2 separate regions of the Capsicum annuum genome follow, and region 2 is linked to region 1. The links are chromatin contacts, called in public Hi-C maps. All regions are on one chromosome and are shown on one strand. Each heading gives the region's core, a stretch centred on a gene start, on an enhancer-like site or on the middle of the called end of the contact. The rest is flanking DNA. Distances are from core to core; before and after follow the strand shown.

Region 1 (3,261 bases), core at 727-3,226:
ACTGCGGAAGATCAAGAAAAATTCCAAATAACGTATTTCTAAATGCCCCAAAAACATTTTCTCCAAAATAAGACTTTATGTCTTCAGCAAAACCACGGTTGTATGAGCTCAAAATATGCAAAGGGTGCTCCGGGACTTTGTCTATGCGGTATTTCATGCCCTGAAATAAAAAAAATAATACAATAATAACACAAAAATTTACACATGTTTGAGATGCAATAATGTATAATGTTGCATACTAAAATAGTTCACATTAAAAACATGTATGATATATTAGCTATTCAGATGTATAATGTCACTTTATACACTATGAAACTCCCTAAATGTATAATATCAACTAAACTATACAATGTTTGTTATGTATAATAAGAGTATGAAAAGCAATGTATAATAAGATTTATGTAATAACATTATACATTAATAATCAAATATATGCAATTTATAATGTCAGATTAAACATTTCACCTTAAACATATATGACATGTAATGTTGCCAGAATGTATAATAAAACATTATACAAAACGAAGATTTCATAAATGTATAATAACACACCCAGTTTTAAATGCCTCTTATATGTAATAAAAACATCCAATGTATAAAAAAATGAAATGTATAACATAATAGTAATATTATATATAGGTGTTGCACAAAATTGTATGTTCCACTATATTATACAATAATATTGCAACGTAAGTAAAGTATAATGTTTAATCAATACCTTCGGAAGACGTGGTCTACCGAAATTATCAAACTTCCTATCCGTTTTTTAACTTGATTTCTTTGATTTGGAAGTGGCCGCTTCCTTCAATCTCTTCATTGTTGTGGGGTCGTTCGATGCTTTGAACGATTCTCTGCCAAATTGGGTTCTTCCAATCAAATGTACCAGGAACAAACCCAACAGGTATATCTTGTTTTTTAGAATCTAACTGACTAAGTCCTAAACTAAAGTTAGGACAAGAATCCATTCGCAATTAGAATTTTTTTTCAGTAAATTCGATTAACCCGAATCAACTACGAAACTTGAAAATACTTACAAAGATGTGGTAAATCCTTATAAACAAACAAGCATTCATAAAATAAACTGAAAAATACAAAAATATGTAAAAAAAAAAAAATCTACAATTCAAGAATCGAACTTGTATTATGTGAAGAAACATAAAAATCGAACTACGAAACTTGAAAATACTTGCAAAATATGGTAAAACAAACATGCAACGACAACAATATACGGTCAAATTCAAAAATTGAAAAAGTTGAAAAAAAAAAAGAAAAATCTTCAAACTTACAAATTGTAACCCCCAGATATACGATTCTTGAATTTTGCCGAAATAAGGGGATTCAATTATGGAGTAAAAATCGAGTGTTGTGGGAAGATATGGGGGAGTAAAATATGGATGAGAAAATCTGTTGAGAGATGTATAATGTTTAAGAGAAAGAAAATTGAAAATAAAGGAATTTGTGTAAATATTTTGAGATATGTGTAAATACTTTACCAAATTGGTATATTATGTAATAAGGTAATTTTATTTGGTGTATATATGTAAATTTTAGTAAGTTTTAATCATGTTAGCATGTTTACTTTCAGGTCCAATGTGTATTTAGAAGTCTTTGGTCATAGTAAGATATGTGGAGAATTTGTAGTGCCAGAGAAACTAATTTTTATAATATTAGCGGGAGATTAGCTTAAATGGAGCGATGTTGTCGATACGAATACTGATCCAATGAGGACTCATCAGAATAATTTTTGTAACGCTAAGGCAATTCGAGCTTGAATGGAGCGGCATGAAACAGTGAGCCGATGAGGACGAGCACTGTATTTGCGGACCCAAAGACAAGCCTAAAACCCAACCCATAGTAGAAAAATTCCTTCAGTAGTCCAAGGAACCTGGCCTACCACCTATATGGCTAAATCTGGTCCTAGAGAACTCACCTACCTAATGTATCAATAGTACCAGAATGGAGCATGGCCATGGGGGCCTATAACTTTATTCCATTTCTAAAGATTAGTGGGCTCAAATGCCTATATGGTTCCTACTTCACAACCTAACCCAGCCATCCTTTATGAAAAATTGAATATACCATTTGTCTGCCCAACCAAACGACCCATTAGTTAAGGTACATTTTTCTTAATTAAAGATAGATAAGGTGGTGAATTATATCTGGAATGGATATCAAAATATTAATCCCTAAATAGTCTTTGTAGAGTTGAGATAAAGCTTAAGAGAGATGAATTCCAAAACACAATATTTTCTTTCATCTAAGCCATGAGAAATCCCAATTTTTTTCATAGCTCTCAAGCTAGTTAGTCATCACTTTGTTTGTCTCCTTGTAAATGTGACGTTCTTAGGCTTGATTTATGACCTCAAGCTGGAACCTACATTCATTCAACATGTGTGGATGAAATGTACTTTGTAGAGTGCTATTCTCCTTGGTCCATATATATAGACAAGTATGTAAGAGCCTACAATTTCTTCACGGAACAAAAGACTTACTTTGGATCGAGATCACCAACTAATATGATATGCTAGTAGTACTTTAGTGCACAAGAAGTATTACTATTAAAGGTACTCTTTTTTTTTTCTTTGCAATCCTAACAGAGACCAAAGACGGATTTAACTTGAGACTCAAGTTGAAAGCTAGTGTTGATCGAGTAGGTCATAGTGAGAAGTTACACAAACCTTCTCGTTCTAGGGTTGATCGAGTAGGTCATATTGAGAAGTTACACACACGCCTTCTCGTTCTAGGGTTGATCGAGTAGGTCATATTGAGAAGTTAAATTTGCATGAAATTTTGCGCATAAGACAAATGAGGTTAAAATTTCAAATCGATCCACCACCAGGGTCGTTATTTTTATAAATCACCGATAGGCGCTCTTATGCTAGTAATCAAGATTTATTTAATTTAGAGTGCGTGTATGATAACTAGCTTGCAAGTTGCTATATGGATCAATTTAAGCCCAACATTTGTGTTTCAAAGTTAAGAGGCCCATTAAGTACCTCAAATGAAATGCCTCCTAGAGAGAAAGTGATTACTTCTCAGTAATCCTAGACTAGCTCTCTCACTAATTAGGGGTACCAAAAGAAACAAATTAAAAATACTACCACTAGTGTAGTTCCACTTGTCCAAGTAGCATAGATATTGTATGGAGGAGTATTTGTGCTGATGAGTTGGAGGAAACAAAGACTGATGGGTGTACAAAATAACATGGCATGTGATGTAAAGGACAACAAAGAGTTGCTGGCATAACAAGACACAACAAGG
Region 2 (3,430 bases), core at 881-3,380, 77 kb after region 1:
TTGGTGGATCCCCCCTCCTTCATTCACTCATAGATCCAGCTCATCATCATATAAAAATTCGAGTTAGCAGTCAAAATCCATTTAGCGATCTATTGGTAGAATAGTATTATTAGTAAAAACAATATATGTATTAACTTGTTTATTGTTAATATTTTATTTGATACTCTTTTATTTTATGTATAATTGTACTTTATTTGGTATTAAGGTTTGTATTGTTAGTACATGAAAATTCATTGTATTATTAATATAATGGATTCTAATGCATGATATGGTTAAAGTCACAATGGTCTCTCAGATTTTTTTTCACATCTTTTCCATCATGTTTATAGAGGATATTTTTGTAAACAAATAGTTTTTAGAAATTATTCAATTCACTTTATTTTTAATATACCAAATCAAACACGCATAAGAAAAATGTAAGCATAACTAACGTAAGCATTACTAATATACCATATCTTACACTATTTTTATACACCCTACCAAAAAAATCCTTAAAGTATTTTGATTTTTGAGTTTATTATGAAGTATCAAAAGTATTTAAGTATCATCAACTATTTATCAAAACACGCACAAACTATTAGTTGTTTACTTTTTCGAAGTAAAAATTCACCCTTCAAAAAATTGGAATACTTTAAACTACTATAGTTAAACCTCTCTATAACGTTGCCTTGTTATAACGATTTTCACTATAGCGGCCTGATTTTCTCCGAAATTAATTTTTTATATTATATTTTACTTCTCTATAACGACATTTCACCTGTAACAACAATGACGTTAATTATGACGATACACTATTTGTAAAGTTACCTCTCTATAACAATATATGCAAATATTATGTAATAATATTTTGTAAGAAATATATTATGTATAAAATAAAATATCAAAATACTTATGATAATCATCATTTATGGCATGTACACAATAAATTTCAAGTGTGAGTATTTAAATTTAATGAAAAATTATATTTAAATGGTGTACATCAGTTATTTCATAACTTCATGAGGAAAAAACTACTTATGTTTCTTTTTAATACTAGTTTAACCGCATGTGCCTCGCACGTGACCTTTGATTATTTAAAATTAGACGATTTTATCTATTGCGAAGATTTTTAATGAAGTGTAAAAAGTTCAAATCATTGCTCAAAAATCCTTCATACTTTAATATAATAGTATAAACATAACATATCATATATTTTATTGTAAGCACATGTATATTTTACCATTAGAAGTTTCAAGTGGTTAATGAATTATCACTTTTGCGTATGTCATACGATACCTCTTTTCCTTGCTACTAGAGGCTAGGAGAGACGGATTGATTTTAACCATATTTGCAGAATAATTATTTTTTCTTATTTTTTTCTATATTTAAAATCTTTTATTGTTTTTAAAGTTAAATCTTTGGAAAATCTTTGATTATTTACTTAAAACTTTTTAAAATTTAGTCCTTCTCATTTTTCTTATTCCAATGCTTTCATATTTATTTCTAGATTTTTCAGATCTTCTTAAAATCAACTTTAGATGATTTGAAATTCTTAAATTATTGAAAAAGGTATTAGTTGTCATTAATTTTGATAACTTCTAATAAGAAAATATTTTACTATAAATATTTAATTAATTTTCAACTCTTAAATATTAGGAAAATAGCGAAAAAACGATTTTATCTAAAACAAAGACTTTTAATAAATGATTAAAGTTCAAATAATATTTCTAAGTCTCTTGACACTTTTAGTATTGTATAGATTTCATATTCTTTATAATTATGCTTACTTTTGTTTATAACAGTTAAATGAGATCTAAAAGTTAAATAGTAATATAGGTAAATGATATAGCACTGCACCTCTTTATAGCGCCTATGAAATGTTTAGACAACAGGGTCACTACAAAGAGATTTTACTGTGTATGTTTTTCACCCTTCACTCTAAAAATTATCAAGGAAAAAAGAGTAAAACCCAATTATATTAGATTTTATATCCACTTGGAATTTCTCTCAAATTTCAAGGAAAGAATCTCAAAAACCCAAAAGAGTCTTTTTACTCACATTACCAATTCTATTCTTTTTCTCAAAAAAAAAATAAAAAAAAATTTCCATTTTCCAGTTGTATAATAATATTCCCCCCACCCCCACTTCCCACCACCACACAAACACAAAATTTTGTACACCTAATACATACATTATTACTATAATACTGATATGTTTGTATGTGTATGTTTATACATCATTTTCACTCATTATTACTCATTTCTCTAAATAGAGGAAAGAGGTAGTTGTTGTTTACTTGTAATGGGGTGTTTAAAAGCAGTCTCATAAAAGAGAGTTGTAGAAGAACAAGAAGAAGAGTAAAGGGTAGTAGTAGTAGTAGTGCTTTTCTTGAATGTCTAATAGTAGTGGCCTCTAATGTGCTTGAACTGAGAAGGGTATTTTGTTCAATATTTTGTTCATCTCCATTCTTGATTGTGGACTGAGTCAATGGATACTAAAGGGAGGCTTATTGCTGGTTCACATAATAGAAATGAGTTTGTTCTTATCAATGCTGATGAAGTTGGAAGAGTATGTATCTTTTTTTTCTGTTTTTAGAGTAATTTTGAGTGATTTCAACAAGCTTTCAGGCTTTCTGAGTTGTTCTTTTTTTGTCGGTGGTGCGTTGTTTTTGACCATATTTTGCTGCTTCTTGAAGTTACCATTTGCTCATTCCCAGTTTCTGTGCTAAAAAGGTGCCATTTTTGAGGATAAAGTTTCAAACTTTTCTTTCCGTTTTGCTAGATTCTTGGATTTTGTACAGATGTGGGGGGGGTGGGGGTGGGGGGCTGTCTTCTAGTTCTTCAGTTCAGCTGTATCCTGGAGTAAATCTGCAATATCAAGATTTAAACCTGTGAATATTGGATCTTTATGTCCACCACTTTTTAAGCTGAAATGATTTTCTTATCTGTGGCATTCTTTATTAGGCAAGCCTTTAACATGTCCAAGTGTGTTTCTTTGTACAAATATCTGAATTGGTGTTGTGGATTCCAGTTCTTGATCTAAGGAGGTTTTAAACTTTATTGTTAATTGTGTGTTGATTACAGGTAACTTCTGTGAAAGAATTAAGTGGACAGATTTGCCAGATTTGTGGAGATGAGATTGAAGTTACAGTAGATGGGGAGCCATTTGTTGCTTGCAATGAATGTGCATTTCCTGTTTGTAGACCTTGCTATGAGTATGAAAGGAGAGAAGGGAATCAAGCTTGTCCTCAATGTAAGACTAGGTATAAACGCATTAAAGGGAGTCCCAGAGTCGATGGAGATGATGAAGAGGATGAATTTGATGACTTAGATCATGAATTTGATTATGATGGCACCCCTAGACATATTTCTGAGGCTGCACTAGCTGCTCGCCTTGGCCGCGCTAACAATTATAATGCTTCTGGTCTTAATACCCCGGCAGAAGTAGATCC

The links. A called contact is a pair of places that touch in the nucleus more often than the background predicts.
Region 2: a contact with region 1 is called in a Hi-C map of bud, with 5 times the contacts expected there. The contact joins the promoter of LOC107867632 here to the enhancer-like site in region 1. A contact is called at or near these places in 5 of 5 Hi-C or Micro-C datasets (bud, leaf, pericarp and 1 more).

What each region holds. Positions count from the first base shown.
Region 1 is chr4:189,950,600-189,953,860 of UCD10Xv1.1, forward strand. No RefSeq gene overlaps it. Among protein-coding and RNA genes, the nearest start is that of TRNAY-GUA, 5.2 kb to the right of the region's middle. Within about 2 kb of position 1,977, at least 5 of the 5 cell types and tissues checked have an H3K27ac peak or open chromatin away from gene starts, as enhancers often do. A contact at or near this core is called in bud, leaf and pericarp, where this site is marked.
Region 2 is chr4:190,027,837-190,031,266 of UCD10Xv1.1, forward strand. LOC107867632 (cellulose synthase A catalytic subunit 2 [UDP-forming]) reads left to right here and starts at 2,131. Exons shown (of 13, transcript XM_016713959.2): 1 at 2,131-2,547; 2 at 3,063-3,430. The coding sequence starts at 2,467.